Regions from separate parts of the Arachis hypogaea genome. Here region 1 is linked to region 2. The links are chromatin contacts, called in public Hi-C maps. All regions are on one chromosome and are shown on one strand. The core of a region is the stretch at or near the end of the contact, and the rest is flanking DNA. Distances in the headings are between cores, read along the strand shown.

Region 1 (7,188 bases), core at 3,256-5,755, 46 kb before region 2:
TGATTTGACTAAATTTTCATCTAATGGTTCTTAGATATCAACTTCACGTGAAGTCGACTTCACCTGAGTTTTCACCGTTAATTAAACATATGCATTTAACTAAGATTTTAAAATAATTTTTCTATTTTAAATCTTAAGTGTACTCTAAACAATAAATCTTAGAAAACATAAGAGTTAAAAAATAATAATTTTATAATAAAAGATTAGAGTTAAGTAAAAATTGTTTTCTTATATTAAACTAACAAAAAATAATTATTAAATCAGTTATAATTGTAAGATAATTTTATACAAAATTTTTTTGTATGTACGTATAATATGGTTATAAAATAATTGTATATATATAAAATAATAATATTATAAATAATTGAACGGCAAGAACAAGTATAAACAATTATGGATTTTATAAACCATGCATCCTCCTCAGCATCATTCTCACCAGTCTCGTAATCTTTTGTTTGGATTTATTGTTGGTAAGAACTATGTATTCATTCAACGAATTAAACATATTCATAAAAAATGTTGGCAAAATTTATTTTTTTACCTAGTAATTAATTATTAATATAATTATTAATATTTAGAAATATCGATTAAAAATATATTATGAAACTATTAAATTAAAAATATTAAATTAATAATTAAAATAATAACAAAAATAATAAATTTGAGAGTTTTTGAGATTTTTATTTTTATTACTTAAAAAGATAAGGCAGAGGAAAAAGAAGATACTTATCCAAGGTCCGCTTTTAGAATTTCTACTAATAAATAAGTAAATAAATAAATACAGTGGAACAGGCCAAATGAAAACAACACGAGAAAGGAGAAAAACTAGGAATAAAGCATATTTTTCTTAATTTACCGTGTAGCCATTAGGATTTTTTATTTAAATAAATATATATAGTAAATAAATGTATTTTAGATATGTATAATCTTATCTTATTTATACTATAAATGAGATAAGGTTGGGTTACGAATTATAGTAATAATTTTTAAAATTATTTATTTCATTAATTAATATATTTATTTAATTCATTTAAATAAAAAATACCATAAAAGTTTTAAAAGATAAATAAATAATCAATATGTAACATCATATATTGAGATTTTTCATGTCATTTTCTTATTAACTGATATTTTATCTCTCTCTCTATATATATATATATCCTTGTTAACTGATATTTCATCTCTCTATATATATATATATAGATTGCCATTTTAATTTTTTCCAGATATCTATGGAGGTAAGTAGCGGAAGTAACGAAATAGTTGGTTATAGTCCTTCTACTTGGCAAGCTAAAAGGTTTCAATGAGGTGTGTTAGAGAATCATTAGCATCAATTAGGATCAATTAGTATCGACTACATTTATGTAGTATATCTGTATATTAATTATAGGATTCTATGCCTTTATTACTCTGATTCATTTAGCACCTATAAATACCTCTTGTATATTGTACTTTTGATAGACAACTCAATAAGACACCTTTCAGATTACTCTCTCAGTCTCTTGTTTCTAACATGGTATCCAGAGCTTAGGTCATTTTTTTTCCATGAATATTAGTTTATAGTCCTTTGTTTTTCCTCTTCCGTCAGTGTTCTTTGGTCTCTCTTTTGCTCCCTTTTCAGACGCTTTGGTTCGTCACCGCCTTCGTCTCGTCGTTGCGAGTTCAACGAGTCCAGCCTCGTCACCGGAAACCACCGCACGCGCCGCCACGCTCCGTCTGAAGTTCGCCGTCCGATTGTCTCCGAGCAGTACTTTGTGCTCCGTTTTCAACCCCTTCCTGCCGTTTCGGTTCGTCACCGCCACTACCGTCGCCTTCAACTCGTTGCAACGTTTTCAACGCCACCGGAATCACCGCCAGACTCCGCCGGACACGCCGCCACGCGCCGCCTGAAGTTGGCTGTCCGGTTGCAGGCGTTCTCTTCCAGAAGCATCCGTCGCCGTTGGATCAGCGCTCCAGATCAACGGCTCATCAAAGCCCCACGTGGCAACCAGACGCGAGACGGCCCGTGCCCGACCCGCGATACCGACCCGACCCGACCATCCAACCCGCGCGCCACCTCGCGCCCTGTCAACTGCTGACGTGTCTTGCGTCTCCAATCCCCGTGTGCCACGTGTCATTACTTGATGATGTGGCTGCTGACGTGGAATCTGACGTGGCGCTGACGTGGCAGACAAGTGGGCCCCTCCCTAAGGTTTTTTGGTGAGCTCTTTCCGATTTTGCCATCCGTTTCCTCATTTTCTGCTCCGAAATTGCAGTTTTTCTCTCCTATCCTTGTTCTCTATGACTACTTTTATGGCAAAGTCAGATGTTTTTGCTGCCACAGACAGAAAGGGGGCCTTCTGTCGCAACTGTAACCGTTTCGGACACCCGTTCTCCAGCTGTCCCTCTGTTGAATGTCGCACATGCCACCAGAAAGGGCATATTAGCTACCATTGTTCACAGTTGTTCTGCCGTTATTGCAAGCTCTCGGGACATTTGCTTACTACCTGTCCTACTCGTCCACCACGTCCTGCGCCTGCTTCTGCTGTTGCTGCTACTACTGAACCTACCACTGTCTCTCTATCTGATATTGCATCTCTTCTACAGCGTCTTCTCTCTGTTTCTGGTAATACCCCTGCTGCTTTATCGAGCCCTCCAGGTACTTCTAAATGGTACTTTGACTCAGGTTGCTTTAACCACATGTCTCCGTTGCGTAATATTTTCTCGTCCATGTCTGCAACTACAAATGGACCTTCTGTCAATACTGCAAATGGCTCCCTCTTGCATGCAACACACAAGGGTTCTATCTCTCAGTCATCTCTTAATCTTCCTGATACTTACTACATTCCCAAATTAAACTTCAATCTTATTTCTGTTGGTCAACTTGTTGATCTGGGTTTTGACGTCACCTTTTCTGTTTCTGGTTGTCGTGTACAGGATCCTCGGACGGGACAGATCATCAGGACTGGACGTAAGGTCTGAAGGTTGTTTGAACTCGAAAGTCTTCATATTCCTCCTGTACCAAATCTCTGTGCTGCTTCTTCTCCCTCTACCCTTCACTTATGGCATCAACGTCTTGCCCACACCTCCTTAGAAAAACTGCGTCCTCTTGTATCTCAGGGTGTTTTAGGTCAGGTTCCGAATGAATCTTTTGACTGCATTTCTTGCCAAACTGCCAAACAACCTGCTTTATCTTTTCACAATAATTCATCTCTTGCTTGCTCTCCTTTTGATCTCATTCACTCTGATGTTTGGGGCCCCGCTCCCACTGCCTCTATGGGCGGAGCTCGATACTTTGTCGTTTTCATTGATGATTATTCCCGTTTTACTTGGGTTTATTTGATGACTAATCACCATGAGTTACCTCAGATCTATATCAACTTTGCTACTATGATTAAAACTCAGTTTTCCAAGGCCATTAAGGTTTTCCGACGTGATAATGCTATGGAATACCGTGATTCCAAACTCTTAGCCTTTCTTGCAGAACAGGGTACTCTGTCTGAGTTTTCTTGTCCTGGTACGTCTCAACAAAATGGTAGAGCTGAACGCAAACACCGTCACATTCTTGACTCCGTCCGTGCAATGCTCCTTTCCTCTTCGTGTCCTGAGCGTACTTGGGGTGAAGCTGTTCTTACTGCTGTTCATGTTATCAATAGACTCCCTTCTTCTGTTCTTGGTAATGTTACTCCCTTTGAGCGTCTTTATCATACCCCCCCCAGATTACAGTTCTCTTTGAGTTTTCGGTTGTGTATGTTTTGTTCTTCTTCAGCCTCATGAACATAGTAAACTTGAACCTCGGGCTCGTATATGTTGTTTTCTTGGTTATGGCACTGAACACAAGGGTTATCGTTGTTAGGATCCCCTTTCTAAACGTATTCGTATATCTCGTCATGTTGTCTTTTGGGAGCACCACATGTTTTCTCGGTTCTCATCCTTTGAGTCGATTCCCACTACTCAGTCACCTTTGTTTACTAACCCCAATGTTGATCTTTTTCCTAGTGATGATTCTACAGGTTCTACCTCGAGTGACCCTCCACAGCCTCCTGTTCCTCCGCCTTCTCCATCTCCCGATGATTCCAGACCGGACGATGATCCTGCTCCTACCGTCATGCCTCCTCCCCCCGCTCGTTCTTCTAGGGTAAGGAATCCACCTCCTCATCTTCTTGATTACCATTGCTTTTCTACTATTCTTCATCAACATGAACCTAAGACATTCAGAGAAGCCTCCTCAAACCCAAATTGGCAACAAGCAATGCAAGAAGAATTACAGGCACTTGAAAAAGCACACACTTGGGATCTGGTTGATCCTCCTTCTGATCAGGAAGTTGTGGGCAGTAGATGGGTATACAAGATCAAGACTTGCTCAGATGGCTCTATTGACCGTTATAAGGCCCGCTTGGTTGCTCAAGGTTGTACGCAAGAGTATGGTATTGATTATGAAGAGACTTTTGCCCCTGTCGCTCGCCTTACGTCTGTTCGAGCTCTTCTTGCCATTGCCGCGGTTAAAAAATGGTCTCTCAGTCAGATGGATGTGAAGAATGCATTTCTTAATGGGGATCTGAAAAAGACAGTCTATATGAAACCACCTCCGGGATATCCTTGTCCTTCTGATAAGGTTTGTCTCCTTCGCAAGGCACTTTATGGACTTAAACAAGCTCCTCGTGAATGGTTTGACAAGTTTAGCACTACCATATGCAGTCTTGGTTTTACTTCTAGCCCTCATGAGAATGCGCTCTTCATTCGTAAGAGCGAACGTGGAGTTGTTCTTCTACTTTTGTATGTTGATGACATGATAATCACTGGGGATGATGTTGATGGTATCTCTGCCCTCAAGGCCTCACTTCACCGTACCTTTGAAATGAAAGATCTTGGTTCTCTCAGCTATTTTCTTGGTCTCGAGGTCATCTCCACCGATGATGGCATCTATCTCTCTCAGGCTAAGTATGCTTCAGATCTTCTTGCTCGTGCTGGGATTACAGATAGTCGCACTGAGTCTACTCCTCTTGAGCCTAATGTTCGATTTACCCCTATAGATGGCACTGTTTTGGATAATCCGACTCTCTATCGACAGTTAGTAGGCGGTCTGGTCTACTTGACTGTCACCCGACCAGACATCGCCTATCCGGTTCATGTACTTAGCCCGTTCTTGTCAGCTCCTCGTACTACTCACTATGCGGCAGTTCTACGCATTCTTCGCTACATCAAGGGCACTCTCTTTCATGGTCTTTATTTTTCTGCCCATTCCTCTTTGTCTCTTCAGGCCTACTCCGATGCTGATTGGGCTGGTGATCCCACTGATCGTCGTTCTACTACTGGTTACTGTTTGTTTCTTGGCGACGCTCTCATTTCTTGGCGTGCTAAGAAGCAAACGTTCACTGCTCGCTCAAGCACAGAAGCTGAGTACCGTGCACTCGCTGACACCACTGCTGAAGTTGTCTCGGTTCGTTGGCTTCTCGAAGATTTGGGTGCTCCTCAGTCATCCCCTACTGATGTTTTTTGTGATAACCGCAGTGCTATTCAGATCGCCCATAATGATGTCTTTCATGAACGCACCAAACACATTGAGCTTGATTGTCACTTTGTTCGGCAACGTATCCTTATTGATGCTATTCGTCTCATTGCTGTTGGAACACTAGATCAGACTGCTGATATCTTCACGAAAGTTCATCACCCGACTCGTTTCCGGACTTTGTTATCCAAACTCAAGTTGGTATCCTTAGCTCCCACTTGAGTTTGAGGGGGGATGTTAGAGAATCATTAGCATCAATTAGGATCAATTAGTATCGACTACATTTATGTAGTATATCTGTATATTAATTATAGGATTCTATGCCTTTATTACTCTGATTCATTTAGCACCTATAAATACCTCTTGTATATTGTACTTTTGATAGACAACTCAATAAGACACCTTTCAGATTACTCTCTCAGTCTCTTGTTTCTAACAAGGTGTATGATTATTATTTATGATTTAAATTTTCAAATCACCATCAACTTCATTATATAAATATGCATGCATCTTTAGGAAGAAGGAAACCTAAGAATTTTCAATTATGTATTAAATTATTTTTTCAGATATCAAATGGCATTCTACTTTTTAAAAAGTCAAACTAACAAATATGAGAAAAATTAAGGATAATAGTAAAGTGAGGATTATTTTTATTTAATAAAAAAACATCAAAAATATTTATTATGCGTAATATACATATATTTTTAAAAAAATTAATGAAAACCTTTATTCTTTATCTAATTTTTCTTATAATTAAAGAAATTTCCAAAAATTAAAGCTGAGAAAGAGAGTAGATAATATAGGCGAAGGGGAAAAAAAGACAGATACAAAAATAGAAGTCAATTTAGAAGATGTTTGCATGCATATGGTTGACTTTAATTTAATTTAATTAATTACTGTAGTTGGCGGAACTTTCAAACATATAATGAGTTTCTGTGCCAAATCGTTACCAACTTCGGGTGTCATTATCATCAACATTATTTAATTGTGTTACATGTATAAATTAATTTCAACCTATGTTGGAATAAATATATTAATTAATGGTTCTCTAGTCCATTTAATATCTAGAAAATCACTCTCTCAGAAACCAAATTGAAATTTCCATATAAACCTCGCTAGCTCTTTAACCTCTTCTTAATTAAGCAAAAGAATATAATGCAAAGTAAAGGCAATTAAAAGGAGTAGTACATACGTAAGAGATAAACAACAAAATATATTATTTATTTTCCTATTTATGTTTATGAAACAATAATGTTATCTAGTTACTTTCATATAAGTCAAATTTGGCGTCCACTGCTTGATTCAAACTAAAAAGTCTACTAGCTACCACTATTAAGGAGATAAAAGAAAAAGGAGAAAAAAAAGTCAATAACCACAAATTATATTTAGTAATAACTTATATTATGTCACTCTCAATAGCTTGGGAAGAAAAACAAATGAAGCATGACCAAATATATATCTTGGAAGGAATGAAAGAATTTCGTACTATATTTGGTTGGAGGCTGAATTATATATATTGCACGCTTTATGAGTCATGACCTATTTATAGGGTTGTCAAACGGGTTAGTCCGGCTTATTTAGGTTCGGTTCGTTAAATTTGTAGGTTAAATGGGTTAGACCGTTTAAATTTATTTTATTTATGAGCCATAATTTTTCAGTTCGGACCGTTTATGGTCAGTTCGTGAGTTAAATGGGCCAGT
Region 2 (7,193 bases), core at 3,461-5,960:
TCAATTAATAACTGTAGTTGGGGAAACTTTCAAAAAGCATATGATGAGTTTCTGTGCCAAATCATTACTAAATTTGGGTGTCGTCATCAACATTATTTAATGGAAAAGTGTGTTATATGTATAAATTAATTTCAACCTATGTTGGAGTAAATATATTAATTAATGCTAGTTCCCTACTCCATTTAATATCTCGAAAATCAGACTTTCTCAGAAACCGAATTGAAATTTTCATATCAACCTCGCAAGCTCTTTAACCTCTTTTTCTTAATTACTAATATAAAATATATGTTAAAATATAAATATATATTAAAAATAAATTAAATTATACATATATTTATATACAAATATATTAATAAATAATTTTAATAATTAATTTTAATATATAAATAATATTTTTTTTTTATGCAAAAGCAAAGGAGTAGTACATACGTATGAGATAAACAACAAAATATTTATGAATCAATGTTATCAAGTTACTTTCATATATAGTCAATTTTGGCGTCCACCGATTGATTTAAACTTAAAAATATACTAGCTACAATTGTTAAGGGCGAAAAAGAAAAAAAAACAAAAACAAAAACAAAAGTCAATAACCACAAATTATAATTAGTGATGAGTTATATTATGTCACTCTGATCTAAATAGCTTGGGAAGAAAAATTAAGGAAACCTGTGTTCAATTTCATATGGTCTAAAATTAAAAGTTTAGTAATTTTTATAAATATGAGGTCATTTTTATTTTTTGAATTAGTTTTTAAATTAAGTTAGGACTAGTTAATTTTTTATAGTATAATTAGATAGGAGTATTCAAATTTTAACCGATTCAAATTAAATTATTCATCTAATTCAATTTAGATCGATAATTGATTAAAATTGTATTAATTTAAATTTGATTGAATTTTATTTTTGTCAAACCGCATGAGATTAGATTTCAAATCTACTTTTTTTAAATTGATCTAATTTAATCCAAACTACACAATATAATATAATATTATTATTTTATTATTATATTAAAAATTTTACTTATAATATATTTAATTTGTTATATATTTTATTTTATTTATGTATTTATTTTAATTAATTTATAATTTTATTTTTTATTATTATATTATTATTAATTTTTCAAGATATTAAAACATGTTATATTATTATTGATTATTTAAAATTTGATGTTGAGATTTATAATATATTTTTTTAACTTATAAAACTACAAATTCATCAATTCATTTCAAACTGTTTAATATTAAATCGAATTTTCTAAATAAAAATTACAAAATTCAAATTACACTACAAATAAAATTAATCTTAAATTACACGCAAACAACTCTACCTGTCTATCTATCTTAGAAAGAATGACAGAATTTTCTACTATATTAGGTTGGAGGCTGCATTCTATATATGGGAGCCATTCATAAGGATGTTAAAAATGTTTTTTTTTTTAAATATTTTATAACAATTAAAATATAACACATATGATCGATTAAACTGTGTTATTTTTATTAAAATTAGATCGGACAAATTAGTTTAACTAAAAAATTAATAAATTAAATTTTAAACTAATCTAAATTAATATTTTTTTTTTATAAAAAATAACTATAATATTCTTATTATAAAAAAATAACTTATATATATATATATATATATATATATATATATATATTAAAAATTTTAAATCCTAACTTTGACGGCAGAAAAGAAAATAGTTAAAATTTAAGATTTTTATCAAAATTAATATATATAATAGGAATATTTTAGTTATTTTTTATAATAAGAGTATTATAGTTATTTTTTATAAAAAATAATATTAATTTAGATCAATTTAAAATTTGATTTACTATTTTTTTAATTAAATTAATTTATTTTACCTAATTTTGATAAAAATAAAATAATTTAATTAATTATATGGGTTAAATTTTAATTATTAAAAAAAACATTTTAAATAAAGAGCCGGGTAAATCAAAATGATACGAAATCTTGAATGAGACACCCATGAATTAGAAGAAGGTTCTTAACAACTGTCAATTGGTGAACATAGATGGAATGTGCATTAATTGCTAGCTCTTCTTAACAACGATAATTTTTATTTCAATTTTTTAATGTTTAACTTTCCATATATTATGTTGATCGATATCCATCATTTTTTTATTTTTGTGTGAACATTACTCTTAACATATAAACCCAATTTTTTACTACTTTTGAATTGATGATTTCAATGTCAATAAATATTAAATATCAAGTGTAAAAAAAATAAAAAAATAAAAAAAAAAAGCTACATATACCACACATCGAATGGTCAAAACACAAATGGGAATTGGTTCATTTTAATATGAATAGGCAAATATTATTAGAAATGTTCTTTAGTTTTAACCCATAATTCTTGTACATACTGATAGAGCTTAGCAGCAAAAAATAAAATAAATATCTAATATGAAAACAATATAAAAATATCTACAATATAATATAATATAACAATAACTATGAATAAGTAAATATATCAATATAATATAATAATAACTATGAATAAATAAATATATCAAGTACAATAATAATAAAAACATACTAATTAAGATTTTAATATAGAAAAATTTTTCCGTAAAAAATAAAAACTACAAATCGTTCACACAAATAAAATAATTCCACTTGTAATCAAATATGAGATATAAAAAAATTTTAAATAAAGTACAAATTATATATATATAATTTATCAAAGTACCAAAATTTATAAATAAAAAATAAAAATATTCAAATTATAATTATTGTGCGAAGCTAATTTTACTACAGATTTTAAATCAATATTTTTATTATTTATAATAAAGAATAAAATGAGACGAACCTTTCGTCTAAATCTCAGATTAATCTAATAATAAATGAACGAGAGAAATTATTGCTCATAGATTGTTATTATGCATAAAATTAAAAACTTTTTTTCTCTCATTGTGGTTGTACTCTCACTTTCTCTAAAAATTCTAATTAAGTTAGCAGCCAAAAAATACAAATTGATACTCAAAAAATTAGATTTGAACCTCATAAAAGAGAAAAACAAACCCAACACACACCATGATATACTTATTTTGTTATACGAATATACAGAAAATTAATAAATTTTATAATTTATAACTATTAATTAATTATTATTATTAATTTTAATAATGTAAAATTTTATTTAAAAATATAAAATTATTTATTTTATTTTTATTAATTAAATACTGGTCATATTTCAATAAAACTGCTTGCCTAAACTTTTCCTATACTGAATCATTAAATTGATTATCTATTTGGTATTTTTATATTTATTTTTGGCTCTGGATATACCACTAATCTCTTTTTCTTTTTTTTTTTTTTAATTTGTTCCTTTTTGACGTACGTATGTAGTAGCCTATTGGCATGCGCATTGCATTGCACTGCAAAAGCACAAAGAAAGGATGGGATTGGAATAACGAAGTCGTAGTGGGGTCCACTCCAGCTCATGATCAACAAATTATGGCGTTTATCTGCTGAATTGATTTGTTACACTAATGATGTATGTATATGATTTTCTGTACTCGTATTAATATATACTATGATGATGGAAGATTATTTGGATTATGCCTTTTATGAATGCGGATAGTAGCTTCAAATACAACTGAAATGTTATTATCAATTATGAAGTAAGAAAGGACACCTATCATTCCTTAAATAATAATAATAATAATAATAATAATAATAATAATAATAATAATAATTTAAAAAGGTTTCTTATATAAGAGTTAACAAGAAGGATAAATTTTGATATTATAATTAAAGGTGCTTATTCCGGTACGTTTAAAAATAAGTACGTATCAATATAATGAACATATGGCTTAATGCGAAACTGACCTTGGGTTATGTAATTATATTAACAAATATGTTTATTTTATTTTAAACATATATTGTGTATTATTTATTTAATATTAAAATACCCTTTAAATTAATTATAAAAAGACTAAAATATATTTTATTATTTTTATTAAATTTTTGAAATCGTTAAAGAATTTTTAATATTTAAAAAATAATATTTTATGATTAATATTAAAAGAATTAAAATATCCTTTATATTTAAAGTTGTTTAATTATATTGCAATTTAAAATTTGAATTTGATTTTAGAAAGACTAAAATATCTTTTAAACAACAATTTAAAAATCACTAATATACTCTTATAAGATTAATTAAGATTATTTCATTGTATCATCAATTAGCAATTTTAATTTAATATTAAAAAACTAAAACATCCTAGAATTAATTTTTGAAAGATAAATTTTTTAGGACTGAACTTGAACAGACTAAAATACTCTTTTAGAATAAAAATGATTTAATTATTATATTAAAAATTATAAATTTAAACTTTTAAAACAACTAAAATATCCTTAGAGTTAATTTTCAAAAGACCAATATATCATTATAGAATTAATTGATATAGTAAATTTTAAACTCAGTTATTAATTCTTTTTCTTTCCAAAAAAAAAGAAGTTGCAGCCATTTAGGTTGCCCCCAAACTTTGGCCACCACATATATGACGCATGTTTTTGAATTGCTTCGGCTGCAAGACAACCAAATATATATCTGAAAACAATAAAATAATTATATTTTACTATAAAGTATCAATAAGTATCAACTATCAACTAACTACTCTCTCTACGTGTGTATTATGTGTCTTCAAAGTATAAAAGTCAAATATAGTGGCATGACGTGGCTGATAATGGAAAGGGCTAAAGAGGCAAAAAACCATATGCCTAGCTGTAACATGTTACATGAAGTGAGATTAAGTGAACCAATGTGTGATTTCTCTTCTACTTCTTGGAATGGGATTGTAAATTGGAATGAAAATGAGAGTGAATTGCAAATAAAATTAAATTCATTACGTAAGGAAAATTTTAAACCAATCTAGAACGTTCTAATTTGCCTATAAATTTTGGCCACTTCGCACCCTTTCTTCTAACTCTCTCATTGCCCTTTTCCCCAAGCTTAAAACCTTTTGTTCTTCACTTCATTATCCCTAATCTCTTGTTTCCTATAATTTGATTATAAAATGGGAGACCCAAAGAGGAATCAAATAAGAGATTATTTGTGTCCAACGAATCGATCTTCTACTAATAATCAAACCTCAAACAATAACACATCACAAAGTTCAATCCCCTTGCCTACCATAAAAGGGTCTTTGTGGCCAAAACCATTATCAAACCCATCAGAAAGCACTTCTTCATCAAATGGTACTTCATCAAGCCCTAGGCCATCTTCAATCAATATGGCGAATATTTTTGGTCGTCGCAAACAAGGTTGATGAATCCATGACGACCCACCAACTCGGATCATAGCACATCTCATCACCAATATGGGTCTTATAGTATGTTGCTTCTTTTTTTTTGTCATATATATATATATATAGTTGGAATATTTGCAATAATATGTTATTTTGTTATGATGTGATCGAAATAGTGGATCTCATAGGATGAAGCAGTTGCTTGTTGATACTTAATTATATCACTTTGTATAACATAAAGGTGATGAACATCATTATACCAAAGTGTGTCACGCTTTTCTATTTATTATATCTTTTTCTATACTTTTTGTCCTTTCAATCTTACTTCTTTGCTTCTCTCTCTCTCTCTCTCTCTCTCTCTCTCTCTCTCTCTCTCTCTCTCTCTCTCTCTCTCTCTCTCTCTCTCTCTCTCTCTCTCTCTCTCTCTCTGATCATAAAGTTAATTTCTGAGGTGGAAGGTTTGGTTTTCAATTTTTTCAAACCGACATTTCATTCCATCATATAATAATGTTTTATATAATGCACGGAAAATATAAATTAAACTCCTGATAGTACTTCTTATAATAATTTATGAATGGGAAGGTTGAAATTTAGAAAGTTCAAACTTCAAAGTTACTAGCTAGATTAATACTGTTAAATAAAATAAAATAATGGGTCCAACCAAACGCCGCAACCTTTCACATTTGGGTCTGAAGTCTGAACCCATGAAAAGAGAAAATTTAACATTTTTATTTAATGGAAAGTGATGGAATTGAACCAAATCTAAGTGGTCCCTCGTGCCTGTATCATTCTCATCCTCACTCCGAAATCATCTCTTCAAACAAAGCTTCTGGATACGAAAACGATCAATTTAGATGTTTATTTAAAGATTTAAAAATTGAATGAAAATTATTTGAATAAAATAAAATAATATAATTACATAAAAAATATATAATTTTTTTTATTATTTTAAATCGATTAATTATTAAAAATTAAATCAGTTCGATTAATAATTAGTTATTTGATCGATTTATTTATTTTTTGACCAATTTATTATTGGTCAATTTTTATTTTGAACCAAAAATATTCAGTGATCGGTTCTCAGTTAACCGGATCCGTTTTCAATTCTCAGTTCGATTTTCAAAACAATGCATTAAACCATTATATTGGCTTTTAAAATTATTTTTAAAATAATAAATGATATTATGGATTTTTAAAAATCAATTATTCGGCTAATAAATTTTCTTTTTTATAAGTAACAAACTATATATGAATTCTGTCCAGTTTATTATCACTAAATAATCTCTTTTAGCAACTTAAAACGGTTAGATAGGAGTACAAGTTATTTATAATCAAATTTTAATATAAATCATTGAAAAACAAAGATGTAATAACAAGACAAGTAAAAAATACAAAAAGAAATCATTATCATTTCCAGAAACATTTATAAACTATTTTAAATAATTAAAATAAATGTTAAATATTTTTTCTAAAATAAAATATAATAATGAGACAAATAGCTAGACAGCAATAATATTTCTTTGTGAGAAAGAATTGGAGGCCCTATTGAGAGAAAACTCTGGCGTGAAAATATTTTCAAACAGATTTATTCGAATCATTCTTATGAAAATTTAATTTTTAATTAGATAATATTAATTAATTTTTTAAGAATTTCAGATCAAAATTTATAGTTTATAATTTAATATTTATTTAAAATTTAAGATAAAAAAATTATTATCATAATTGACATGGTCAGAGGTGGTCACATTGGAACCATTCTTATGAAATTTAAAATTGGGTTCACGTCAAATGTGTGTAGTTGACGATTAGGCTCTACTAAAAACGCAATTTCATGGTTATGATTATTAAAATAGATAGAAGAAAAAGATTCAAGTGATTTTGTTCTTGTTTATTAATGGAAAGAAACGGAAAGAGGGAA

What was found. A called contact is a pair of places that touch in the nucleus more often than the background predicts.
Region 1: a Hi-C map of an unstated tissue shows a contact between it and region 2, with 2.2 times the contacts expected there. The contact joins the promoter of LOC140178744 here to the enhancer-like site in region 2. A contact is called at or near these places in 2 of 8 Hi-C or Micro-C datasets (leaf and an unstated tissue).

Annotation. Positions count from the first base shown.
Region 1 is chr14:131,009,539-131,016,726 of arahy.Tifrunner.gnm2.J5K5, reverse strand. LOC140178744 reads left to right here and starts at 4,505. Exons shown (of 3, transcript XM_072215981.1): 1 at 4,505-5,570. The coding sequence starts at 4,505.
Region 2 is chr14:130,964,033-130,971,225 of arahy.Tifrunner.gnm2.J5K5, reverse strand. No RefSeq gene overlaps it. Among protein-coding and RNA genes, the nearest start is that of LOC140178744, 45 kb to the left of the region's middle. Within about 2 kb of position 4,710, at least 1 of the 3 cell types and tissues checked has open chromatin away from gene starts, as enhancers often do.